Linked DNA regions of Mus musculus: all the other regions are linked to region 1. Evidence: chromatin contacts called from public HiChIP or PLAC-seq and promoter capture Hi-C data. All regions are on one chromosome and are shown on one strand. The core of a region is the stretch at or near the end of the contact, and the rest is flanking DNA. Distances in the headings are between cores, read along the strand shown. Region 1 holds the start of Fbxo4 (F-box protein 4). Region 2 has its middle 82 kb from the start of Mroh2b. Region 3 overlaps Ghr (growth hormone receptor). Region 4 overlaps Ghr (growth hormone receptor). Region 5 has its middle 13 kb from the start of Gm52192.

Region 1 (3,968 bases), core at 1,007-3,506:
AAATAGTATATATTTTTAATTATTTTTAAGTATGTATAAATTGTGTGTGTGTGTGTGCATGTGGGTGCATGTGGCCCATGCCCGTGGAGGCTAGAGTCTCAGATCCCCTGGAATTGGAATTAGAGATGGTTATAAGTTACCTGATGGTGCGAGGGACTCCCAACTCCTATCCTCTGCAAAAGCAGGAGGAGCTCTTAGTACTGAGCCATGTTTTAACAATTCTATAATGAAGCTGATTTCTTCCTCGCTCAGTAGATAAGTCACATTTCCTTGTAATATAAAAGCAGTGGCATTTTCATTTCTTCATACTTAAAATGACTTATGCTAATTTTCTTTCTCTGAATACAAAACACAGTTTAGAGAGGAGAAAGGCCATATAAGTAATTAATTCATAAGTCTTTCCCCTTGTCCTGATAATCTGAGCAAGTGGTTGACCTACTCATTGCTGAGCAATGTCATAGGAAAGAATAATCATTTTTAAATGTATGCTCTGACAGACCCTCAGTTGCCCAGCTTCCAGCTTTATTGAATGTCTGTTACTTTTCATTTGGAGCTTCAGGTACTGCATTTTGAATGAAGGGCCCTTGTGAAAAGTGTCTAGGGTCCACTACTGAGCATTATGTACTGTTACATGCAGCTATTGCTGTGTTACTTTCATATTTATATACTAGCAACTATTTCCTGTAGCCTAGCGTGTTTTTAAAAGATGTGGCCTTTGCCTTCTACTTCGAAGATTGTAAAATGGTATTAATTTTTAAATATCCTATGGACTAGATGTAGAATGTTTTGACAATTGATATTAAACCAGTTGTATATAGATGATAAAATTTAACTGTTTTCCCAAAAAACAAAAAACAAAGCAAAACACAAACAAACCATCTTGGAATAGTAAGTGGTTAAAGGTTGACAGTGATTTTGAGATAGATTATGTGGGCTCCGCCCATCTTCCATGTTCTCCAGAACAAGGTTTACACCTCAGGTTATAACGTGGTGATCCTTACTAGATTATTCTAAAAGATTTTAAAGAATTTAACACGTGACTACTAAATCCGAAGTATTCCCGTGATGAAGTCTAGATGTGGAATGGGTTTGGGGATTAGATTAAGTGAGGTAATCTACTTTAAAGAGACTGATAACCTGCTACCAAATAGGTATTTGTGTCTTTCCTAAAACTATATCCAGTGCTATATAATATTTTGTTATATAGCCTACCTCTCATTTCTTAAATTTCTTTTTGATTATGATTAAAGTTACTAGAATAGACATCACTTTTGGAAGATTAAAAATTCACTAATGGCTTTTAATAGTACCACATCCAGGCTTTTCTTTCCTATCAAATTTTCTTCTGACCTTTTATGATAGATCATTGATTGAACAATTTTTTAGTGTATGTACATTTTTGTCGTGGGCTTAAACTCACCATTTTGGTAGAAAATACCTAATAATGGAGTTTGAGGAAGTAAATGCAAGCAAAATGTGAGTGGCCATGGCCAGAGATTGGATTCAGGTTGGCACACCAAGTTGTGGAAGCAGTTGCAAGAACTATTATAGCCACAAAACAAAGACCATACATCAAATACATATACCACCTACGCTGATGAGGGCATTATGTACACAGCCTAGATAAAATTGGCTACATCTTGCCTGGCTTTCAGATGTTACAACATTATTTACTTTAAAATCGGTAAAGGGGGCAGGTGTTTGAGAGATGGTTCAGCAGTTATAAGAATGTACTGTTCTTTCAGAGGGCCTGAGTAGGTGGCTCTCAAGGGTGTGGTTTCCAGTTCCAGGGTTTGTGATGCCTGTGGCCTCTGCTGGAACCTGAGTGCTCATGCATATATCCACATACATGTAGTTAAATAAAATTTTAAGCAAAGCTTACAAGTTTCACCCAACCTCATGAGGTTAGACCAAAACCAGATTGAAGTTAATATTAAAAGAGCTACGCTTGAGGCAGTTTTGGCTTCCCATCTACAATAGTTTCTCCACAGCACGATGTTCTAGTCAGCCAAGGTTATCTTTAATAACACATAAGGCTCCTGATAGCCTCCACGGGCTCAGTTTTTGCTCAACTCCAAGTGGTAGATTGCTGATTCCAAAACACAGAAGCACACATACAGCCTACTTAATATCTAACGCTTAAGGGGAAGCAAGATTTCAGAAAAAGGGTGGCTGTTCAACAAGCCCTAGCTCCCAGGTCCTTGTGGTGACGCACAGAGGCAGGGAGGGACCCGGAGGATGTGTAGTGTGGGAGGGTTTGGGCTAACGGGGTGAGTCATTCCGGGCCACCTCGGCCTGGAGCCCTGCCCAACCGACCAGCCCGGGTCGTACCAGCGGGGCGGAGGCGGAGGCCGAGCGGCTGGGGAGCCCGTGCGCCCCGCGGTGTCGCGCGGAGCCTGCGACCATGGCTGGAAGCGAGCCCCGCGGAGCCGGCTCCCCGCCGCCCGCCAGCGACTGGGGCCGCCTGGAGGCAGCCATCCTGAGCGGCTGGAGGACCTTCTGGTATTCGGTGGCCAAGGAGCGGGCGACGCCGACGGCCTCCCGGAAGGAGGCGGCGGAGGAGACGAGCGCGCTGACGCGGCTGCCGGTGAGCCGAGGCCGCAGGCCGCGCACAGAGACCGCCGCAGGCCGGGGGCCTGGGCCGGCAGGGCAGCCACTTCCGGGTGTGTGCTCGCCTGGAAGTGAAGTGGCCAGGATTGCCTTGATGGTAACTCTTGGTATCCCCCTGCCAACCAAGGTCGCACTACAACACTCACTAATGACCAGCGAGATCACCCACAGGTTGTCAGTCATCCTATTTGGATGTCTGGAAATCTGATGAAGGAAGTGGGTTAGCTTGGAAGGCATTCCAGTGTCTTTCTTCTGCACATTTTAATCCCTAGTCAATGTATTCCAGTTAGGGGGGGGGGGGGGTCGCCTAGAGCAAGCAACTCTGACATATCCAAAGCAACAAAACTGCCACATAATTGAAACCAGTAAAGTTACAAGTACCTCAAGTTAGGTCAGGCTGCAAAGAGGATGCATGCAATTTAAAGTTTCAGAGAAAGATAAAATAAATAAATAAATAAATAAATAAATAAATAAATAAATAGATTATACATTGTTGATGACAATTCCTTTATCTCAGTTGGGTTATTAGTACATCCCACTGACATTCACTCTAAATGAAAGCCACAGGCTTAGGTTACCTCCAAGCTTCTCTCAGGTGTCCTCGGAACCTGATTAATACTCTATAGAGAGAAATTCAAATGACAGGTTCACATGCTTTCATTTGATCTAGTGATAAAATCAGAAAAACCGCCACTTTGTTTTTTTAGATTTATTTATTTATTTATTTTATGTATATGTGAGTACACTGTCACTGACACACCAGAAGAGGGCACTGGATCCAAATTACAGATGGTTGTGAGCCACCATGTGGTTGCTGGGAATAGAACTCAGGACCTCTGGAAGAGCAGCCAGTGCTCTTAACCTCTGAGCCATCTCTCCAGCTTGAAAAAAATCTCCACTTGACACTCATTTATTTTTGAAGAACAAATTAGTAACTGGTACATCAACATACTCATGGAAAGAAATGAAAGGAACTGGTTACTTTGCTTGAAAAATAGAAAGGCAGAGCTTGAGTTTGCAACATTTCAGGTGTGTTAGGGATGAAAATGTTTAGTTTTGAATTTTCTATTGGTGGAGGGATGTTAAGATAGACTTATGTATTTTAAAGAACCAGTCATTCAGGCGACCTTCAGTACAATGATTCTTTACTGATTAGGCCACCGCAAACAGTTGCCCCAGACAGATGACCTCTTTCTTTCATGCTGCTTGCCTCTCTTTCAGGTTGATGTGCAGTTGTATATCTTGTCGTTTCTTTCACCCCACGATCTGTGCCAGCTGGGAAGTACAGATCATTACTGGAACAAAACTATAAGAGACCCAATTCTCTGGAGATACTTTCTGTTGCGGGATCTCCCTTC
Region 2 (3,909 bases), core at 65-2,564, 840 kb before region 1:
CTACCTAAAATGTCATATTTACTGAAGATTGAAAAAGCAACCCTTTGTCAGGCTGAAACACCATGCCACTAGAGTACTTGAAATTTGAGATCATGTGCCTTCAGTGACTCTGATCCTAACAAAATTTAACAGTCGGGGAGGTCACTTATTTTGTCAGCATATTACAGTCAACAGACTCAAAATCTATATTTAAAAAGAACCGATCTAATTTTCAGCCACCCAGGCAACACACACAGATGCTTAGCACTCATCTTCATTAGCCTCAGAGGAGAAACTTCTTACCTTTGACCTAGAATTTATTTAATCTTTTAGGACAGAGCCGGAGACTCCCAATCTAAATTCCAGGTATTTAATATGCTCGGCTGCTGCTCTCTGCTTCCTGGTGATAATTTTATTAGTAGCTCTTAACACCTATTGTACTAAATTGCCATATTAATATTAATATCAGAGTGTGAAGAATTCAACTGATAAATGGTATGCAAATTAGCTTAATGCAGACTTTAATGGGTTAGAGCACTAAAAAGTTCTTGGAGACAAAGTAACCAAAGAGCTAAAGGATCAACTTGTCCTCACTGAAAGGAAAAAGTTACAAGGAAAAGAGAAATACTTTAAAGTACGTGTGAGTCATTTTTAATCAAAATAATAATTATTGCTGGCCCGATCTTTGATTATACTACGGACAACAAATAGGAAATACTTTTAAAAGGTTTGTCCTTATTTTTAATGATCCGTATACATGTGTGTCTCTGTGCAAGTTTGTACACGTGAATATAGGTGCCCGAAGGAGTCCCAGAAGAGGGTGAGTTGGATCTAGGCATTTGCAAAAAGAAGAGTTGGTCAGGGTTATGATAGAAACCATGCATCCCCAAACCAAAGAATATCAAGGACTGCTGGCAATTACTGGAAGCCAGAAGAGGAAGGATTCCTCATGCCCAGCCATTCTTGAAAGCATCTTGCTTTCAATACTAAACAGGAAGTGCTCTGAGCTCGCGGAAGGAAGGGGGAAATGCGTTGACATGGATCAGTATTTTCAGGACCCTCTTAGAAACCCCACCACCAACAGCAGAGCTGACATTCCACAGCACATGCCAGGCCCTTACTCTTAGGTCGTAGAGAAGTGGCCTCCAAAGCAGCAGTGTTGATGAGGATGACTCTAAGTCGACCCCAATGGAGCGCGGTTTTTCCAAGGAAACAGAAACAGAAAGTCTTTTTCAGAAGCCTTTGCTGGTTTAGCTGAATGCTCCTGACCACAGCTTCCAGCTAACTTTGAAACACTTCTGACCACAGCTGTAGCACTTCCACTCTCTGAGCAGCTGCTCCTCACCACAGGTCCCGGTGTAACACCACAAGTGATTGCAGCTGGCTTCTGTTCTCTACTGTCCAAGGCAGCCAGTCACTTTCTTTTTATGAAAACTGATCTTTCTCTCCACAGAGAATGGCTGTGTTCAGTGGTTTCTTGCAGTACCTGCTTACTCTTAACTGTAGGTGGCCCCTGCCTCACAAATGACTCCTTTGGTGGCTTTGGTAGTGGCTTGGAGGTGGGGAAGAGATTTTTTTTAGTATCTTCCTTTTTTTTCACCCAGAAGAGAGGTGTAAGACCCCCTTTTGGGGACCCCCACTCTAGTCTCGGGAGAGAGAGAGCACAAAAAGAAACACGAGAATCCTTTCTTGCTGTAAACACAGGAGGCAGTTTAATGGCAGAGCTCCAGGTGGAAACATATCTCATGCAGGAGACAGTGGATTCCACCCCGAGGCTCGAAAGCTAGGGGTTTTTATGGGGTAAGGGGTTTAGGGGTGTGGAATTCAGCATAGTGACACACTATTGGCTTATTCAAACATCAGCAGAAAAATTACATGTACGTGCAGGATGTCAGAGTTTTGTGAGCTATTGACTCAGTTCAGATAGCCCTGTTATGTCTTCACATTCCTCTTTATCTCTATGGTCAAGCTGTTCCCAGGAATGTTTTAACTATGGGGCATGCCCCGGTTTGTTTTTCTTTTTTTCTCAGCCCCAGGCAGCCTCTAGGCTCACAAACAACCAGCAATTTCTGAGTACTTTATATGACTTACAGGTCTTGAAATTTCACCTTTCTTTCAGAGGAAGGGATTAAATGACCACTATGAATGTTGTATGTAGATTCCTGGGGGACCATCTCCCCTCCCCCATGGGGTTCCTTTCCTCTCTGAGATCTGTTTTGTAGGGGAGAGCAGCCAAGTCAGCTTTGGAGAAAGCTTCTTGACTCTTACTTTGGGATGTGGTCCTATTTAACAGATCTTATTCTTGAATTGTCTCAGGAAGCCTGAGGGTAGGAGGCATACAAGCTTTCTCTACTCTCAGTGCCAGAAGTCCATGGGTGGCTTGCGTGGGAGGATGATGGACCAGTGAATCCTAGAGGAGATGCCAACTCAACTCTAATTACACTAGGAAAATATGTTTTCTCAGGGCCTTTCCTGCTCATTTTTTTCTCATTTTGTATTACAAGATCTTTATGATGTTGTCAAGGATTTAGGATTAACGAGAGGAGGAAGGGCTGCATTTAATATGCAAAATGCAGGAAGATTTCTACCAGGTGGCTGTGGCTCGTGGCCTGAAGTGGGTGTCCACCCCCCACTCCCCTGCATTGGAGACTTACAGAAGCAGCGTCTACACATCCCTGTGTAGGGTGAGGAAGGAGAAGGAAGACCCTAAGGTTTTGACATCAACTATAAGATCAGGGTCAGCTGTGTTGTGTGTGATTCATCTCAAAACTAGGCATTCTTAAAAGAATGCGGTGGTTGCCAGCAGTACCTCCTAGGACCCGGATCAGTCCCTGCTACACTGTGCAAACTGAGAAGTGGTTTGTGAAATGAATACACGAAAGTTGGGTATTTGTGACGTTTATTATGGACTCTCTGGCTTTCTGTCTGTTCTGTTGAAAAAATGCTATGGATTTTTATTACTTTTAATTGTGACAATAGTGTTTCTCACTGGCTTCAAAGGTCCTCTGATGTCTCTATGTACTTTGTGCAATGTGAGACAGTTTGCTCAATTGATAAAGGCATTTTGACTCAGAAATGTGACACAGGACAACAGATGCTGGCATTAGATAGGGGATGATCAAACGGCAGAGGGGGTGGAAGAGTAACAGTATGACAACGAACGACACAAGAGAATTTTGCCCAGCAATTTATGACTATGCCAGTTTACTCTACGTATAATGACTTACAAATTTTTTTAGATTATACAAAGTAATAGTTTTTTATTATGACATCCCTGAACATATGTATCATTATACTGCATTCCCATCCAGTTTCCTCACTTCTTGTGCATTGTTTTTGAATAGTAAATTCACTTATCACTAGGCACGCTAATCTGGGCACCTCCCAGGGTTCAGTATTTCCACCTTTATGTTTGCACACCTCACCGCTCCCAGCGTACAGATGTTTACTGTTTTCTCACGCATCGATGACCCTATCTTTACACAGTAGAGTTGGTTTTCATCCTTGGAGCACTGTGGGGGCAACAGGCAGACACAGTTGGAAGTGTGGGCTTCAAGGGAAGAGACAGTGTGAGGCACCACAGACAATCATTTGGAGCCCGGTGTTACTTAACCCTTCTCCATAGGACTCGGTTCCTTGATGGCGATTAGTAGAAAGCTGAAACTAGAGTGAAGTCCCAAAGTACCCAACAGTTGCTGCATGGTGAGATAAAAATTTGAGGCAGTAGAATACTCTCTCCTAACCTAGCAAGATTCCAGAACTGGGCCCCTGTGATCCCTGATGGGCCTTATGGCCCACATCCAACCAGGATGTGAGCTATCTCTCTCATTCACTATGTTCACACCATTCGTCCAAGGCCTGTGATTGGTCCTTTTCTCTGGGCACTTCTTATTAACATTACAGTTTTTATTTATTAGCTATGAACACTGA
Region 3 (4,005 bases), core at 125-2,624, 630 kb after region 1:
AACTTTAAGTGAACAACAAAGACTGACTCTACCCATCTTCTAGTTATGAAAGGCACCACAGACATACCCCTGCCTAAGGCACACAGAGATGAGGTAGTTTGGAACCAAACGCACTACTTATTTAACTTGAGGTTGATACTATAAAGAGGTATGGGCCAGTAAAGTAGAGGCAGGCAGACAGACAGACAGACAGACAGATACTCAGATGTGAGCTAAAGTGTTTGGGAACACTTTTGAAAATGTATGAATTGATTCTGTTATTTCTAATATGAAAAGAGAGAGAAACTCACTAGATGTCATCTTTACACCTTGCTTCGGTAGCTCAGACAGCTTAGCACCATCAAAACAAATGAGAAGTTTTTCATACAGGCACCACTGACCAAACTGATCTAAGTAGCAGTGGGATAACATCTTGAATCAGTTCTAATCCAGGAAAATGATTTTTCTACCCTCCTGTCAGTCACCCAACCTAGCTGTGAGCCAAAGAATGAATCCAGAGACACTGAGCCCTCACAGCCATCCTTGTTTCTCACTTTCTTCAGTCAGAGCCACAGTATCTGTCTGCAGGTCTCCTCCTCACATCCCAATCTTCCCAGCATCCCTAGTCTGCACTCACCCTGGGAACTAACAAGAAATCTGCTGCAAGTATGACCGGGGGAAAAGAATATCTCCGACATATGCAAAAGAACATCCTGTTTTAGCTCTAGTGGAACCTAGAATCTCAGGAGAAAAATATCCCCATCTCCCTAAATACCATGAACACAAACAAACTCATGATGAAGTGCCAAACCAAAACCCCAAATCAGGATTTTGTGTTCTCTCTACAAAAAAAAAAAAAAAAAAAAAAAACCAACCATAAATACTTTGAATATTCTAGCCAAACCCACAAAAGTCCTCAGCCCTGTTTGTCTGAGAATTGAATGTAAAATCAAGGGTTAGTCTATCAGAATGGATCTGTACTGATGCATGGGCTCTCAGCACCCAACTACACAGAGACAAAGGCACAGGGGGAACTTCCAACTCTTGCTATTTTGTCTGAGAGTTTGTTCCTAGGCAACTCCTAAAACTATAGAATCATTCCTCCCATCCCTCACCCACAACACTACAGCATACTTTAATTCAACACTTATAGTCTGTGGAGGCAGAAAGAACCAGCAGATGTGGTAGTGTGTCTGGGCTGCTTTTGGAATCCAAAGCACACATGAATCTAAGCACGTTGGGCTGTCAGCGGGACAGAAAGGCACAAGCCTGCATGTGTTCTGCTTGGACCCAATTCCTAGCCAGGTAAGCTGGCAGAGGAGATGGCCTAGCTTAAGAAAGCAGCTGATTCAAAGCAGTCTCTGAAGCCCTGTGATTGAGATCCTGCCAAATCCTGCCTCTGCACTTGAAGGCAACTGGGTTTGAATGCAAAGCAGAGCTGTGCCAGAAAGAGACTCTGCTGAGTGCGGCCGAGCTTTGGGAAGGCTTCCTGGAGCAAGCTGAAACCTGGTAACATCAGCCTTTCCTTTCACTCCTTTTACCATTTATTTTAACTGAAAAAAATATTATCATCAGACTTCATCCTAAAGGATTTGAGATTCAGTTCACTGGGATGTAGGGTGACGACTAATCTGTCTCCTTTTTGTTAGAGGAGGTTGGTTAGCTATATCCTTCCCTGAAGTTTATGCCAGGCAGAGGTGAGATATAAGTATGGCCTGTGGGTTCAAGGGACTCTAAATGACACAGTAGCCTTGGTAGAAGGAGACAGTCATAGTAGTTAACAGTTGACATCACTTAGTTGGAATTATTTAATGTTTGTGGGCCTGAAATCTGGTTTTATTTTATTTATTTATTTATTTATTTTTTTGGTTCTCACTATTCTTTTTTTTTTTAATTTTTTTCCCACTTTTTATTAGGTATTTAGCTCATTTACATTTCTAATGCTATACCAAAAGTCCCCCATACCCACCCACTCCCCCTTTTTGGCCCTGGTGTTCCCCTGTACTGGGGCATGACTTCTCTGTTCCTTATTTTTACTCCAATGAAAACCTTTAGAGAGAAATACTGCTTTCACTCTTCTATTTTTAATGAAATCTCTTATGGTCCTTACTCCCGTCACAAGGTAGTCTGTGGCAAATCAAAAGAACTTCATTTGAGGGCAAAGAAGAAGAAAAGTAGCTGCCTTAGAGCACCTTACGTCTTGTACGGAATGCAGGGCAGACAAGTGGCTTCATGTTTCATGAGGTTATTCGGGTTTGGCCTGAGATTTACTAGCTTAAAAGATCCATTTTAGCCAGATATGGTGGCATGTGTCTAGTCCTAGCACTTGGGAGGCAGAAGTAAGTGGATCTCTGAGTTCAAGGCCAGCCTGGGCTACAAAGCAAGTTTCAGAACACCTAGGACTACACAGCTGTTCTGAAATCATGTCTCAAAAACCATGATGGGGATGGGGGGTCCTGAGATTGGGAGTTGTGTTTTCAACTAGCTATTCCTGACACACTTCACATTCAGATTAACTCTTATAAGAGCTATGTCCTGTGGAACTGATGGATTTAGAAATCCTAACCAGGGTTTCACATACAAGCCCCAGGAACAGGACTACTTGCATTGTCAAATGTCAGAAAACCTCACAGAAACTGAAGCACAACGGAGCTAGGTGGCTCCTTATAGTAGACGCAGACCTGCTGACCACTAGCTGCCCTGGATATTTGCACCATCCTAAGACTTACTTTTTAAAACTGACACAGTTAGTCACATAAAGTGCACTTGATGTCTTCGCTGGTATAGGTTTTTGTTGTTGTTGTTGTTGTTTTATTTTGTTTTTATCTTTTTTATTAGATATTTTCTTTATTTACATTTTAAATGCTATCCCGAAAGTTCCCTATAACCCCTGCGCCCCTACCCACCCACTCCCACTTCTTGGCCCTGGCATTCCCCTGTACTGGGGCATATAAAGTTTGCAAGACCAAAGGGCCTCTCTTCCCAATGATGGACTACTAGGCCATCTTCTGCTACATATGCAGCTAGAGACACGAGTTCTGGGGATACTGATTAGTTCATATTGTTGTTCCACCTATAGGGTTGCAGACCCCTTCAGCTCCTTGGGTACTTTCTCTAGCTCCTCCATTGGGGGCCCTGTGTTCCATCCAATAGTTAACTGTGAGCATCCACTTCTGTATTTGCCAGGCACTGGCCTAGCCTCACACGAGACAGCTATATCAGGGTTCTTTCAGCAAAATCTTGCTGGCATGTGCAATAGAATGCCCAGTGCTCTGGACAATTTGGGTAGAACTTTTTAGTTCACACTCAGTTTGAATGTCAGAATCATTCAATGACTCACCTGTCTCTGACTGTTCGCTGTCACAGCATGGTGCACAAGCCTGCACAAGCATACTTTATCTTAACCTTAGCTTTTCTCTACTTACTTCCCCTGTGATAGCGGAGGCTTCTTTCCACCCAAGGGCTCGCAGCTTTTAAGAATCTCAGCCGGAATGTAAGCAACAGTTCCCTGCCTCTAATTCTGAATTCTCTCTTGTGTTAATCTCAAGTGTATTCAAACAGCTGATGAGCAGCTGTCTCAATGGCCCTGATTCTATGTGAGTCCCTAGTACCAAATAACTAGCCTGAGAAACAGCTGTTAAGGAACTGTAAATGCAGCTGACTTCAGGGCTCTCCATGCCTTCCTTTCAGGCCCTGCCTTCCCCCCAGCCTGGGTTTTCATTGCCCACTGCCGCCAGCACATCCTGCCAGTGGAAAACTCTCATCCGCATCTAGCTTGCCAGCACCAGCACCTGTGCCTGCCCAGAGTCACTCCTGTCACTCTGTGTGTCTGTCTGTCTGAGTGTGTACATGTTCATATGTGTGCACAAATGTGTGTGTTTGTATATGTTCATATAAGATGTACATGCTTGTGCACAGATGTGTGTTTATATGTATGTCATGTAGAAGGCCGAGGCTGGTGTCATCTTTCATTGTTTCCCACCTCTTGATGTTTAAGATAGAGTCTCTCACTGAACCTGGAGCCTT
Region 4 (4,304 bases), core at 503-3,002, 590 kb after region 1:
GGCAGTCTGAGTTATGAGTGTCAGATTGGAGCTGACTTCCTGGAAGGCAGGTGGAGCTGTGAGGTGGGGCACAGAGTGCTGATCTGCATCTGCTTCAGGTGTAGGGGTGGACCAGAAGGAAGATGGAGCTCTGACAGGGTGGGGCACAGCCTACAGCTGCTAGCTGAAATTCCCATCAGGTAGGGCAGGGGGATTAGGGTGAGTGAGGCAGGGAGGGGTCTCACCTGTGTATGTTGGTTTATGTAGGCAGAGCTGTGAAGTGTGTGCTGAGTACTGATGTGCCCATATTTTCTTTTCTTTTTCTTCCCTGTGTTTTATGTGAGACAGAGTACCCAGTGTATGGCCTTCCACTAAGACAATATTATCAGTTGTCTGAGAGAATATGGGGAAAACAAACATAATGTGTCTGGCCACACTCTTGAAAACAGAATACTTGGGTGCCCTTTGGTCACCAAAATGTTAAGTGAGAATACAATTGGCTAATACCGAGGTGAGAGGGAACATCCTATAATACAATTCAATTCCCATGCAAACTACCTACAGATACTTTCACATCACTCATCTTGATAGCTCAGCCCCACAAAACTGCTTCCTACTTCAGATGACAAATGTATGTAATATACTGTACTTCTGAAAGATTTCTTTGCTATAATTTATAAATAGACTGTACTAAAGTTTTGAAATGTCTTTTTTTTTTCAAGCTGGTTCCCATGACTCATTTATTAGAGTTGATGAATTTGCTACACCAGCTCACAGAACTCAGACATTAAATTAATGACTTTGGCTTTTTACTGAGGGCATCACAAAGGAGACAGATAATGAGGTATTATATTAATAAGCCTCTGCTACTGTAACAAATATCTGAAACAATCAGCTTATGAAGAGAGAAGGTTTATTTTGACTCACAGGTTTGGAGAACTCTGGAGTTTCCAGAGCATGAGTGGTTGGTTCCACTGCTTTTGAGCCTATGAAATGGAGGACACTGTAGCAGCAGCATGTGGAGAAACCACTTTTCCTTGGGACGAAGAAATTGCTAAGGGTCCAGGTTTTGTTTTAAAATCACTGTCCCCCACCCCCCTACCCCCAAGTGATGGGAAGACCTCCTAACTCACCTTTATGTTTCAAATTCCTACCACCTCTGAGTAGTGTCAGGCTGAGGATCATAGCTTTAGCACATGGGCCCTTAGAGGAAATTCCATATTGAAACCATAACATATGAAGAACATGCTGTAGCCACTGTGCCCTCTAAGCATCTCCAGGTTATCAACCAATTGAAAGCTTCTGAACTCATACTATCAATTTTTTGTGAATGTTGTATTCTCTGACTACATTTATTAAACCACTGACCATTGGTGATGAGCTTAGCCATTAGACCCTCCTTCCTCCCTAGAGGCTTTGAATAACACTGAAAAAAATTCCAGTTCTACAACCATAAATCTGTTTTTTCCCATGCCAGCTTCCATCCTGAGGGAGGAAATCCCCAGCCACTACTCAACTCATTAGTGTATGAAAAGACTCATCGCTCTGAGTATTACAAATATTTTAAAAATGTATATGTTAAAATACAGTGGGAAGACTAAATATAGATTTAGCAGTGTCACACATAGCTTCCCTTGCTTTCATTTAAATCTCAGTATTTGTTGTTTCTGTGTAGTAACAAGAGCTGGTCTATCCAGTCCTCTTACACACTTTCCACCAAGACCAGACAACAAGTCAGACTCTTTGTAGCTAGGGCCTTTGCAAAGGAACCCAGCTGGAAGGAGCCTTACTGAGCACTTTCCACTATTGCCTACCTTCCAGACAGCCTGCTCCCAGCTGTATTACAATGATTGACTCACTTGCTGCCTATTCAAAAAACTCCAGGGCCTCACTTGTTCTGCTTTGCCCTTCCCCTTATTCTTTCCCCATGCCCAGGAATGTTCTCACTTATAGTATTTCCAAAAATAATTTTTTAATTAAATGTGGGATTTGTATTTTTCTAAAGAAACCTGTGTTCTCCTTCCTATGCACAAGGGAAACTTGAGTTTGAACTCAAAGGATAGATGGTGGAATTGTTCTCATTGTTCTGTATTGTGTCTGGGCATGCGACCTGAGGTAATGACAACCAAAAGGCTTCCATTTGCTCTGACTTTACAAGCTCTTTTTAATGCATAGATACAGCTTTAATTTTAATGGGGGGGGGTTGGCATGGAAGCCTATTATACAAAAATGACACTATAACAGGGTCACAGAAGATCGTTTTTCTACAGGGATGACTAATGATTTTCTTCTCTTTCTTTTTCAGCTACACCAGCTACTCTTGGCAAAGCTTCCCCAGTTCTGCAAAGAATCAATCCAAGCCTGGGGACAAGTAAGAATTTCTGTCATTCTACTAACTTGCACTGATGGTTTCCATATGTTACTATAATTCAAACTACTCTCCTTTCTCTTTCTCTCTTTGGGATACTGGTAACAGGAAAAGTGACAGCGTTTGAATTTTATAAGCAAAAAGTATTTTTCAGGATTTATGTTTCAATTTCTGTATAGAGGTCATGGTTTATTTTTCTGTTTTGTTTATGCTTGCAGGTTAAGAGAAGGCTTTATTATGCCTTGTTTTACAAACTTGTTTTTAACATTATTGTTGTTGATATTTGGTAGTATTTATATAATGCTTGCATTGGCAAAAAATGGAATTTATTTCCCGAACCAAATTTACATATATACCTCACAATTCTGCCTTCATATAAGCAGCCTATTTTTTACATGTCATCGAACACCGCCCCCCCCCCCCCCGTCTTTGCTAATCTTCCCCTTATCTACAATACCAAACTCAACCTTCAGCTCACAGAAAAAGGTTCCACAAATCCTCCAAGGCTAGGTTTCCTGCCTTCTGTTCTACTATGGAACTTTGTCCATTGTTCAATGATAACATTTACCTCCTGAAATCTTGATTACTTGTGTGTTTGTATGTTTCTATGTGTGCTTACTTTGATTAGTGGTAAAGCCACTGGTAAGGTGGGGGTGCTGGGACCCAAAGTTCTCCACCTCAGTCCTGCTTAGTGTGTATATAAAATACAATCAAGTGTATGGACTATAGGAATTAATTACATTGTGCCTTTAATTCAATGGTCATGTTTTATGCTCTTCTTAACTCCTTTACATCACTAAAAATCTTAGTAGGAGTTTGTTTAATTACATTATAGGAATAGATTTTTTTATTTGAAAGAGTATATACTAGATGCCATTTCATGAAAAGAAAAAAGAGGAAAAAAAAAAAGGAAGAGAGAAGGGGATACCTAGCTAATTTTAAGCAGTTGCTAATTGTTTATAATGAGTGTCATAAAACCACAATTTGAATTGCATGAGTAAATTACACAGTAAATTTGTGATGTGAGGTTTAAATATCATTCCCTTGGAGGTGCCCCTAAGTGTGGACTTGTAAGATGTTCAGCAAACCTCATCTATTTATCATGTGTGCCAGACAGCATACCCCCTCTGATTCTGCTGGTTTGGAAGGGTCAAAGATGTTCATATGTTCTCTAAGAAGTATAAGAGGCTATAGAGGGGGAGGCCGTGTGTGAATTATGTTTGAGTTATGCAGTAGCCGTTCAATTGGTGAAGGCTACATCCTTCTTGCTCTTTTTTGTGGGAAGACAGGGCAGAGAAAGGATGCTCACTGGTGGCCTAAGCAGAGCATCGGAACCATCCTCTACAGTACACACTGCTCTCGGATCTCCCTTCAACTGATAAGCATGATCTCACCAAGCCATTTTCTCTATCAGCTCACAAAATGTGAGGAGCTTAACCATTACCTCTAGTCAAAATCCAAGGTTTAATCCTGACTGATGAGTACCTATCATTTCTAATGTAATGATTTCCTGTTTGTGACAAATAAGAACTCTGGAGACCGGTTGTTCAGATCTAGAAAATGCATTCTGATACTTTCACACAAGGAAATAGTCCATCCTTTCCTATTTTTCTTTATTAAACATTATCTTCCTTTTATCCTAGAGAAGATTTGACAAAGCTAGCCCTGTGCTAAACAATGTGTTTATCAGTGTGCACAGTCCATACAGAACACACAGGAGAATATGATTCAGGATAGATAGTCCAAATGTTCACATCACCTTACGTGTGTGTCTGTCACACTATACCATAAACACTTAACTGGATGTGTACATGATGCTAAAGCCTACCCCATGCCAAATACTAGCCTGATTATAGCAAGGATATCTTTTTCTTTTCTACTGAAGTAGTGTTATCTGTAAAGCTAGCAGTGTTCAACATAAAATACACTAAGAACATGCAATCAATCAACATATGTG
Region 5 (4,026 bases), core at 406-2,905, 750 kb after region 1:
CAGTAATTCACCTACATCTCAGCCTCACAGAAATCTTACTCAGTCTCTTGAAAAATGGGTAAAGGGTCCACACTAAAGAATGGGGCAGTTCAGAGAGAACTCTGACAGTACATCTATTCATGACTCACAAAGTCACCTGAACTTCAGTAAAAGATGGAAGCACATGATCAAAGCCCAAAGACATGACCTCTGTTCCCAAACCCTGTGTCTCCTCACCACAAGAACAAGGCTCTTATTTGCCTAGGACCTTAAAGAACTGGGGGGGGGGGGGGTGGTTTCAAGAAAGAATGTTCATGAAGTTGGTAACACATCTTTGTGCTTAACCTCAGGTTTGTTTGTTGTTTGTTTGGTTTTTGTTTGTTTGTTTGTTTGTTTCATTATCCAGACATTTCTTGACTCTGGGTTATTTATGAATTTATGGAACAAATGATAAGACAGAATGGTCCAGGGAATGTCCACCGGGGAAACCCGTATGGAGTCATGACAACAGGAAAAGCAGGCAGATCAGCCAGGTAACCATGAGTCCAGCCAAAGCTTAGCCTCATGTTGACTCCAAGGTCACTTTGAGCTGTTCCACCTTAAATCAAGGAAAAAAAGTATCCCATACCACCTTTAAACAGGGAGGTTTCAGGAGCCCAAGACAAAGCTTCAGACATAGGGGCAGCTGCAAGCTAGAGTCCAACCCTCACCACAGCTGCCACAGCCAGGAATGGCTGCCGGAGCAGCATCAACAGCAGCAGCTAGCACAAGGAGAACTTGCAAACCTGGGAGTGACTCAGGTTCTCAGCTTATGGCCGTCACGAGTGCGAAGATATCTCTTGATTCGAGTTTCAAGCAGACCTTCCAAAGTCCATTGGGAAGCTTAGTTGGGATAAGCAAGCAGAACTTTAGCCCCTGTTCTCATCCTTTCTGTTTGTTTTCCCTATTGGACTTCCAGGGAAGGCTATAACTGAGAAAACACATTGCAATGTAAGTGCCTTGCTGGCATGGTCCTTGTTGGTCTTGCCCGCTGAGAAACTCACTGCCTACAACACAGGAGACACAGAGCAGACTCTTGATAAGCATTGGAAAGCATGGATGAAGCCATTTTAACCCTCACCACACCCTTATAACAGAGACAGAGCAGTTGTTCTCTCTCACTCTTGCTTTGGAAGAAACTTAATATGGAAGTCTTGATCAAGTTCCTGCATGTCCCGTGTTCTGGCATGAGCTGGGTATCAGTGATGTCATGGGACTAAATATGTCTTAGCTTATGTTTACACTATGTCCCCTCTTGTAACAAAATAAATATGTAAATGTCAGAAATGATTTAGAAAAGAAGAATCATCCACTCATTAAAATATCAAAGCTAACCTGGAGTTAGTAACTTTTTAGAAAATGAAAGTAAAAATCTCTCACCAGACATAAAGTGCTATGTCTGATAGGCCAGTGTGCTGGGTCAGGCTGCCTCTGTGCACCTTCACTAGGTCTGGCCTACAGGCTCTCCAACCCTGATTTCCAAAGCACATCCTGGCACTAAATCTTACCTACTACCTCCCTCTTCCCACAGGCTCCCAAGTATTTAAGATCTTATACTCAAAATCACACACACACACACACACATCCCAGTGAGACAGGATGAACCAACTCCCTGAGTTTGGCATAAGCTTCTGTTTCCTCTCGGGAGTCACCCCTCCTCTATCCTGGACCTCAGAAGAGGAAGCTCCACTCTGAGATCACATTCTGGCCCTGGGATGAAAACAGGAAATTAATAAGCATGGATCTCAATCTTCCAAGGACTCATAAACCAGGAAAAACAACTTCGGAGGACACACTACTCTAGACTAATAGCTAGCACAATCAGATAACCAATAAGCCAATACTTTTTAATAACATTTAAAAGCTAAGAGACTTGAGCTACTGGCCTACGGTGTTGAAAGTAACCAAGAGAGGAGGAAATCCTGAAACCTCACCAATTAGATGCTCACTTAGAGCTAATTACCCCAAACAAGAACCTGTTGTTAAAGGGGAGAGAGAAATTAGCTGGCAGTCATGTGGTGCTGCATAGCCAGAGTGCAGATAAAAGCTGCTCTTGAACCTCTCGGGTAGACAAATTGGTTCTTTAGTACTTTCCTAATGAGGAAAGGGTGCTAGAATTTAAATACTTGGGAGATGGAGGCAGGAGGGTTGAATCTGCCTTCGTGAGTAACACTGTCTCAGAAAGCAAGAGAGGCAAGGGCAATGGCATTTTAATGGGCTGTAATTCCACATGCAAACCATAAAAGAGAAAACAGGGGAATCTGAAGCCTACCTCTGCTGGCACCACAGAGGAAAGGAAACACAATACACACGCCAGGCTGGCAGAGGAAAAAATCTGAAAACTACAGCTTAGTTTATTGCATTGTTCCCTCCTGAAGCTAGTGAAGACCTACCACGCTGGGGCACATGCAAGATGGCTGGTGAAAGAGCCCACTTAGAATTAGGAACTCATAAACACATCTTCCAGGTTACTTAAAACAAATATTCTGTTAGCAAACCCCATCCATACAATGCATCTGATGGCAACATATGCTTTCATTCCTAGCTAATAAAGCATGGTTATGGTAAATAGCTTTGGAATAGCTGTGGGGAAAACTGATCAAAAACACTGAATCTGCTTTTTACCAGATGATTAACTTTGGGCAGCTGACCTAAACTCTCTGAGCAACAACTTTCTCAGAAGCAAATGGATTGGTAACAGCCAACTCATAGCAGACTAAAGAGTTATTCAAGTTAGACAGCCCTCTTCAGGCCACTACTTAAAAACCTAGACTCAGGCTGGAAAGATACCTAAAATTTCTAGAGAAAGGTGGCTGGTATTGCAATGTCCACCTTTTAAAACTGGATTTTAAGAGCCTGAATCCAGATCCAAGCTTTAGTTCCTGGATTAGTCTTGGTCTAACTGAACTTCCCAGATCTCCACCCAGAACAGAATATTGCTAGTGTGAGCCACAAGCACTGCAGATGCCTAATGCTGGTTCCCTGTATCCTTGATCAAGCTGTAACCAGCCACTGAATTTCAAATCACTGAAGAGAGTCAAAAGGTATCAGAAGTCAGAAAAAGGGACTTCTGGTTAGCTTCATGACCTAGATAAATCTAAGGCTAGCTAAACTCAAGATTATAAGGGAGCTATCAGAGGCCAGAGGAAAGCAGTGGGCACCCTCTTGGATGTTTTATTGAATTCCATTTCAAGACTTTGACCTTCTACCTCAACAGGGGACTTGTGGTCAGAAGAGAGAGCACAGAAACAGATAAGCACAGAAAATGATAAGCACTGTGCAAAAAGGCATTGTCCTCCGGATGAAAACAGGATCCTCATGACTTGGCAAGCCACAGGACCACGAGACATCTAAAGAACAGCAAAAAAAGAAAGGTTATCCCTAAAAAGTTGTCAGCAGGTTTCAGCATTCGAGAGATTTTCCAGTCACAAGTTATCAGACCAAACAAAAGCTATGGATGATCTCTGTTCCATGAACAGGGTTTTCTTGGAATCCCAGCTTCAACTTGGTTGGCCAACATGTATACCCAATGCATGTTTTGAGTTGTTGCAATTAACTAATCCAAAACACAAAAATAAAATCCACTCATTTGAGTGTTTCATGGAGAGAGGTGTGGAAGAGAGTGAACAACCTCTCTCCTTTAAGGACCTAAAGGCAACTATTTAAAACTTGGGGTGCCCGTTCTAGCAAAAGTTTTACATTTCACTCTTTCAATTAAAAGGAAGAGATGAGGAGAGAGAACAGGTTGACCCGTGTTTTGTTTTGTTTTGTTTTGTTTTGTTTTGTTTTGTTTTAAAGGATAACCCACATTTGAAAACATTAGATATCAAAATGAGAGAGCACTCTGCAGGCATGTGCTTCCAGACCACCTTGTTCTTGCTGTTGAGCACAAAGCAAGATGAATTGACTACTCAGAGGTTCACTGTTTCTTTAGTTTCCATCTCTAGGAAGACCGGTGCATGTGACATGCTATAGACTGCGCATATGCTGAGCTGCCAGAGATGTTAG

What was found. Promoter capture Hi-C pulls out the DNA fragments that hold promoters and counts their contacts. HiChIP or PLAC-seq counts read pairs in DNA pulled down with a chosen protein or histone mark.
Region 2: an H3K4me3 HiChIP or PLAC-seq map of the 230-238 cell line shows a contact between it and region 1, with 10 read pairs. The contact joins the enhancer-like site here to the promoter of Fbxo4 in region 1. A contact is called at or near these places in 2 of 39 promoter capture datasets (liver and pre-B cells), 1 of 484 Hi-C or Micro-C datasets (pre-B cells) and 4 of 115 datasets of contacts at active chromatin or transcription factors (the 230-238 cell line, embryonic stem cells and large pre-B cells).
Region 3: a contact with region 1 is called in a promoter capture Hi-C map of neural stem cells. The contact joins the enhancer-like site here to the promoter of Fbxo4 in region 1. A contact is called at or near these places in 11 of 39 promoter capture datasets (the 3T3-L1 cell line, 3T3-L1-derived adipocytes, cranial neural crest and 7 more), 1 of 15 datasets of contacts at CTCF or cohesin (the NIH/3T3 cell line), 16 of 484 Hi-C or Micro-C datasets (3T3-L1-derived adipocytes, adipose-derived mesenchymal stem cells, cerebellar granule neurons and 13 more), 5 of 115 datasets of contacts at active chromatin or transcription factors (astrocytes, cardiomyocytes, extraembryonic endoderm stem cells and 2 more) and 2 of 9 other capture datasets (embryonic stem cells and liver).
Region 4: a promoter capture Hi-C map of frontonasal cranial neural crest shows a contact between it and region 1. The contact joins the enhancer-like site here to the promoter of Fbxo4 in region 1. A contact is called at or near these places in 9 of 39 promoter capture datasets (the 3T3-L1 cell line, cranial neural crest, embryonic stem cells and 4 more) and 2 of 115 datasets of contacts at active chromatin or transcription factors (astrocytes and extraembryonic endoderm stem cells).
Region 5: a promoter capture Hi-C map of liver shows a contact between it and region 1, with 3 times the contacts expected there. The contact joins the enhancer-like site here to the promoter of Fbxo4 in region 1. A contact is called at or near these places in 14 of 39 promoter capture datasets (the 3T3-L1 cell line, 3T3-L1-derived adipocytes, the C10 cell line and 9 more), 10 of 484 Hi-C or Micro-C datasets (the AML12 cell line, the C2C12 cell line, cerebral cortex and 7 more), 7 of 115 datasets of contacts at active chromatin or transcription factors (astrocytes, extraembryonic endoderm stem cells, fibro-adipogenic progenitors and 3 more) and 4 of 9 other capture datasets (adipose tissue, embryonic stem cells, liver and 1 more).

The regions. Positions count from the first base shown.
Region 1 is chr15:3,977,861-3,981,828 of GRCm38.p6, reverse strand. It overlaps Fbxo4 (F-box protein 4), which reads left to right and starts at 2,256. Exons shown (of 7, transcript NM_134099.2): 1 at 2,256-2,587; 2 at 3,832-3,968. The coding sequence starts at 2,405.
Region 2 is chr15:4,814,341-4,818,249 of GRCm38.p6, reverse strand. No RefSeq gene overlaps it. Among named protein-coding and RNA genes, the nearest start is that of Mroh2b, 82 kb to the left of the region's middle. Within about 2 kb of position 1,314, at least 89 of the 459 cell types and tissues checked have an H3K27ac peak or open chromatin away from gene starts, as enhancers often do. A contact at or near this core is called in the 230-238 cell line, where this site is marked.
Region 3 is chr15:3,342,045-3,346,049 of GRCm38.p6, reverse strand. All of the region lies in intron 5 of Ghr (growth hormone receptor), which reads left to right. The region is part of intron 4 of Gm41254 (a long non-coding RNA gene); the gene reads right to left. Among named protein-coding and RNA genes, the nearest start is that of Ccdc152, 41 kb to the right of the region's middle. Within about 2 kb of position 1,374, at least 24 of the 459 cell types and tissues checked have an H3K27ac peak or open chromatin away from gene starts, as enhancers often do. A contact at or near this core is called in cerebral cortex, forebrain, neural stem cells and 1 more, where this site is marked.
Region 4 is chr15:3,386,694-3,390,997 of GRCm38.p6, reverse strand. Ghr (growth hormone receptor) reads left to right here. Exons shown (of 11, transcript NM_010284.3): 3 at 2,285-2,350. Among named protein-coding and RNA genes, the nearest start is that of Ccdc152, 85 kb to the right of the region's middle. Within about 2 kb of position 1,752, at least 25 of the 459 cell types and tissues checked have an H3K27ac peak or open chromatin away from gene starts, as enhancers often do.
Region 5 is chr15:3,226,015-3,230,040 of GRCm38.p6, reverse strand. No RefSeq gene overlaps it. Among named protein-coding and RNA genes, the nearest start is that of Gm52192, 13 kb to the right of the region's middle. Within about 2 kb of position 1,655, at least 44 of the 459 cell types and tissues checked have an H3K27ac peak or open chromatin away from gene starts, as enhancers often do. A contact at or near this core is called in adipose tissue, hepatocytes, liver and 1 more, where this site is marked.